Regions from separate parts of the Mus musculus genome. Here region 1 is linked to region 2. A link is a contact called in public Hi-C data. All regions are on one chromosome and are shown on one strand. The core of a region is the stretch at or near the end of the contact, and the rest is flanking DNA. Distances in the headings are between cores, read along the strand shown.

What was found. Hi-C and Micro-C count contacts between places; a contact is called where the count stands out from the background.
Region 1: a Hi-C map of B cells shows a contact between it and region 2, with 2.0 times the contacts expected there. The contact joins two enhancer-like sites. A contact is called at or near these places in 1 of 39 promoter capture datasets (liver), 1 of 15 datasets of contacts at CTCF or cohesin (large pre-B cells), 3 of 484 Hi-C or Micro-C datasets (B cells, bone marrow-derived macrophages and germinal center B cells) and 2 of 115 datasets of contacts at active chromatin or transcription factors (both in embryonic stem cells).

What each region holds. Positions count from the first base shown.
Region 1 is chr12:77,532,941-77,535,640 of GRCm38.p6, reverse strand. No RefSeq gene overlaps it. Among named protein-coding and RNA genes, the nearest start is that of Gm35240, 19 kb to the left of the region's middle. Within about 2 kb of position 1,295, at least 43 of the 459 cell types and tissues checked have an H3K27ac peak or open chromatin away from gene starts, as enhancers often do. A contact at or near this core is called in B cells, where this site is marked.
Region 2 is chr12:77,038,090-77,040,789 of GRCm38.p6, reverse strand. Gm35189 (a long non-coding RNA gene) reads left to right here. Exons shown (of 5, transcript XR_872836.1): 5 at 764-2,196. Among named protein-coding and RNA genes, the nearest start is that of Gm35189, 16 kb to the left of the region's middle. Within about 2 kb of position 1,294, at least 124 of the 459 cell types and tissues checked have an H3K27ac peak or open chromatin away from gene starts, as enhancers often do. A contact at or near this core is called in B cells, where this site is marked.

The DNA.
Region 1 (2,700 bases), core at 46-2,545, 490 kb before region 2:
ACGTTTGTGGCCCCCGGTCAAAGCCAGCACCTTTGTTTCCATCTTGTATGGTTTGTCTTTAGTAAATCCATACACCCTGCTGAGTGTCATGACATTCCTGTCCTTTCCTTGTTTTCAAACTGACAGTCTATTGACCCAGCCATGTCTGGGTCTTGAGTTTGTGGGAGAGGATCTTGTATTGTTGGTCACTGCTGTTATTTCACTGCAGGTAGAAGCAAGCACTGACAGTCATGTGTTAAACACATCTGCTTCCTCTCCAGACGAGGACCTATCACCAACAACTTTGTGATGCCCCCAGGCAGGAAGCTGGCTCTCAGAATTTGTGTGATCATCCTCCCTCTGCCTTTTAATTATTCTCACGAAAGTAGCTTCTAGAATAGTGCCTGGCTCATGCAATGAGCCCACTAGATGCTGGGTAAGTGACAATAACACTCACACTACAAGCACTGGTGTCAGCGTCACATGTACAAACAAACATGCAACCTTATGTGTGCCAAACATGACAGGCAGGCAAAGTCCTTTCTGTTGAGACTGCTTTTTTAAATGAACAAATGACAGCATTATGGGTGCTCTCTGTGGAAGGACACTGTGGTGGTTTGGGACACTGTGGTTGGCACCATAGACTCACATGTTTGAATGCTTGGCCCTTAGGGAAAGGCACTATTAGGAGGTGTGGCCTTGTTAGAAGAAATGTGTCACTGTGGGGGGCAGGCTTTGAGGTCTGATATGCTTAAGCTATGCCCAGTGTGGAGCTTAATCTCCTTCTGCTGCCTGAAGATCAAGATGTAGAACTCTCAGCTCCTTCTCCAGCACCAAGTCTGTCTGCATGCTGCCAGGCTTCCCACCATGACTATAGTGGACTAAACCTCTGAACAGTAAGCCAGCCCCAATTAAATGTTGTCCTTTATACAAGTCGCCTTGGTCATGGTGCCTCTTCACAGCAATGGAAACCCTAAGACAGACACTTTGTATTGCCAACACTGTCTCTGCACCCTATTTGACCTCCCAAACCACCTTCTTAGACAGGAAGGCCAAGAGAGACTGTAGACTTTATATACCTAGTTTTGAATGACTGGAGGTGACAGAGTAGACCCTCTTCTCGCTACCTGGTACTCATATCCTTCTCAAATTCTGCCCCACTGCAGACCAAGTCACCCATTATCTTTAAACAGAAGGTCAGCCCTGCCATCCAGGAAAGGTGAGAATGAGCCAATGACTACATCTATGTTTCCATGTCTGCATCTGTTAAGTGGTACTCTGAAGGCATCCAGGCATGAACCATCATGGATGTGGGTGAAGCTGTGACATGTGGGCTCACTGCAGAAAGGGAGCCCAGTACCCTGGAGCTGTTACAGTTGGCATTGTTGACCTTGTGGTTTGGCTGAAATTTCCGTTTCTGAGCCAAAACAAGGCACTTCCTGAGCAGGTCTGTCTTTTGTCTTGGTCCTGATGTCAGTATTTCTCCATCCAACTTCCTTGCTTACTCTGTCAACTAAACAGCCCTCCAGATGTGTGGAACGCTGTTTTGCGTTTCCAAGACACTTAGAAAATGACTTCCATGGAGAAAAGATTCATGGAAGGCATGGTACCCTAAGAAGTCAGGCTTCAGGCAACCACATTTCTCTCACCTTCCCCCTGTGAAGAAGAAACTTAACCTTTGAGAGCCCTGTGCCTGGCTGGCCCAGCTTTAGGTAGGCTCCTGAGAGGGCACTGCCTGGGTGTTCACCTGCCAAGCTCTCCTCCCTGCTCACTGACGGACCAGGTCCTGCTAACTTTGCCCTGGTGACATACTCAGGCTCACCCACTAGCACTGTACCCTTGTGTGACAATTAACTAGTAATTAGTCTCCGTGCCTTCAGCTTGTTAGCCACAAAGCTTATCCCTGGGGGCCAGCCTGATCCTGCATGGCCTGGCTCAGGATTATATCACTTTTCAGCCATCTCCCACTTTAAAAACCAAACCACTTGGCTGCAGGTCCAAAGTTATGCCCAATGTGCCCACTGCTTGGCTGTGCTGTCCTACACAGCCTCATCATCCTGCTTCTGAAACACCTGTCCAAGGATCACGCTTACCCAGGCAGGGCATTTGTTAAAGTGGACACCCAGGTCTGAGCCAACTTCCCTTCTAAAGACGCTCAGAGTCAACACCAAAACCCCCAAAGTGGAAAGCCCCCTTTTAGTAGCTGAAGCTTGGCTATGTCCCAGAGAGCCAAATGCAGCACCAGACCCTCCATTTTGCCACACACCCCTACCTTGATATACAATGTTCTCTCTGCCTACTGCCCTAATTTCTGCCAACTAAATTCTCTCCTTCAACGCCCATATCAAATACCAACTCCACCAGGCAGTTTCTCCAAGGTTCTCAAGTCCTATGGCAAAACGCATGCTCTTCCCCCCTCTGGATGCCTGTTTTACATTCTCTGACTGTATATCCATCATCTCCTCAGCCACGTTAAGTACAGGCATTCTTAACAAATACAATTTGGTGGGTGAGTGATGAGTTTGTTTTTGTAGACTACCTTAAACTGTGCAGTACGCAAGCTGTCAGAACCACCAGGAAGCATCTCTGCCAGAATGTAATTCTGTTACTGTCTTTCTGCCCCAAGGTGATGGCGCTTCTCCCATACATTCCCACGAGAGAGCAAAGACTACAGCTTTAGACTCGGGGCAACCAGGGGAAGCTGGAGGCCTCCACCCAAAG
Region 2 (2,700 bases), core at 45-2,544:
TTGTAAGTTGTCCAACACGGGTGCTGGGCACTGAACCCCAGGACCTCTAGAAGAGCAGCAAGTTCTAAGCACTGAGCCATTTCTCCGGTCCAATTCTGTTCTCTTTTTAAAAGAACTATAATTTGGGGTTTAAGATACACTGTAGGTGTTCAGTTTAATGATCCCACATGGGTGTGTCAGTGAAGACATGCTGTGGCCATGTTTCATTGAATTAATGGTGCATTTTAGAGTATGAGAATTAAGGTTATAAATGTCAATAACAATATGGGACACAGGGCACCAGCCTCCATGTCCAGTGTCATGTCCCCCAGGTCACAATGTTCTAAAGCAGGCATTCTGACTACTAAATTCACTCTTCTTTTCGTTTAGAAGGGAAGAGCACAATAGTTCAGCCTTTAGAGTGGGCAGGCGTGATGCGTTGTGTTGTGTGGTTCTGGGATGCAAACCCTGGATCTCCCACAGGCTAGGCCAATACTGTGTCAATGAGCCACACCCCTAGATCCATCGTCTTCATCCTCCAGTCAAAAGAAGTCTGAACCAACCATTCTCTGGGCAATGGGTTTAACCACCAGAGAAGACGGCACTAAAATTAAGTGAAAATGAGTGAAATTGGAACCAGTCTCCAAACTGGGGTGAGGCCCAGCTGGCGCTGGGAGTTCACAGGCAGTGCACACACTGCCACCCCACATCCTCTAGTGAGTCAGTCACCTTCCTGGTTCCACATGAGTGGCCCAACGCTTCACACTTTCTTTCTCTGTCTCAGTTTCTCCCACCCAGCTTCTTGCCTGAGCAGTGTGTGGAGGTGAAGGAAGAAAAAGCTACACAGGCCTTGAAATATCTCTCTCTGCAAGGAAGAGCCAGGAGAGTATCGGGGCCCAGGCAAACTTCCTCCAGGCGCCACCCAAGCCAGCAGCGCAGAAGAGGTGCACTTGCAGGCCAAACCTTTGAGAACTCCTCCTGCTGACGCCAAGCTGCACAGGATGCCAAGAGAGCAGCAGTGCAAACAGAAACCGCGGTGCAGATCCCTTCGTGAAAACCCATTCGGCAGTCTGGCAAGCAGCCCTGCCCTCTGCTACTTTATTCCCTCGATTCATTGACGTAGATTCTTTCATATCATAACAGCAGCTGGCCAAACCCAGCTGGAATGTTTGGTAGCCTTCACCTCCTTCTTTTCAGGGTGAAGGTTGGAAAGAATCCTCTCAAAGAAGACCCACAATGCACTGCAGTAGGAAGGCTAATAGGCCCGCTCTACCCCCACGCTGGATGCACTTCCTCTTCCTAGCTCTAGGGGCGCCACAGCCATGAAGCTGCGCTGCTTTGTCCCGCTGGGGAGCATGCTGGTTGCAGGGCAAGGGCTGCTGCTTGGTAACCACCCCCACCTCACATATGCGAGGTTGATGCGCCTAAGGAGTGCTGGGATTTCACTATGGTTTATCCCTGAACTCATCCTGAAGTGAAGCACTGTGACATATTAGGAGGGTAGACATTTAATCCAACTGTGGAATTTACAGGAAGGGCTTTGGAAGGGTGAATAAGTGAATCCTGGCGGCTTTGTAGATAGAAGATGGGCCCGTGAGATGGTTCAGCAGGTAAAGGCTTGCGGCCAAGCCTGACAACTTGAGTTTCATCCAGGGACCAATATGGTAGAAGCAGAAAAACAACTCCAGCAAATTGTCTTCTGGCCGCCATACAAACACCTCAGCATATGCATGCCCACACAGAAATAAATCAAATAAAAAAATTTTTAATTAAAAATAAGAATAAAAGGAGGAGAAGCAAGGTGTGGTGGCACATGCCTGTAAGCCCAGCAGAGGCAGGAACGTTGCTGAAGGCTTTTGCCTGGTCTGCACAAGGAGTTCCAGGCCAGCCTCAGCTACACACACACACACACACACACACACACGTGCACTTTCTGTCTCTTCCCATGCAATGTTATGTGACGCCTCACAACTGTCAGCAAGGTCATCACCATGGCCAGATATAGTGACGAATGCCTGTAATTTCAGACATCTCTCCACCTGAGGGTAGAAGCAGGAGGGTCAGGGATTCAAAGCAATTTCAAGGCTAGCCTAGGCTACTTAAGAACCTGTTTCTAAAAAAAAAAGAAAAGAAAAGAAATATATAATTACCAGATATAACACTTTGGCCTTGCCCTCTCCGACTCACAAATCAAATTTAACCTCTTTTCATTATAAAGTAGCCTGCCTCTGGTATTTTATTACAGTAATTAAAATGGTATGTAACAGTAATGGATCTTGTTGTTGTTGTTGTTGTTGTTGTTGTTGTTTATTAAACTCCCATTTCAGAGTTGAACTTGTTGGGGACACCTATCCAAAGAGACTGCAGAGATTAGTCCTTCTCTGATCTAACGTACTCCATATCGCATAAAACTGTAGCTCCTTGCCCGAGTGATTCCAGTGTGCTACATTCCACATGCGAGTGCTGAGACAGAAGGATTCAACATCTCATTTACACAAGTGAACAATCACCACCTGCCCAGCGCAGACCATGGCACAGACGGAAAACTCACTTGCACACACTCGTCAAACCAAATTAGGAACATGTGGACACATGGGCAGATCAAAACCAAATCACTAAAACAGACATGCCTCCCTCCCCCGGATCACCTAAGAGGAAGAATCCTCACACTGGGTCACAGCACCCACCCCAACCACCAGATCCTAGTCCCTGTTCCCAGAG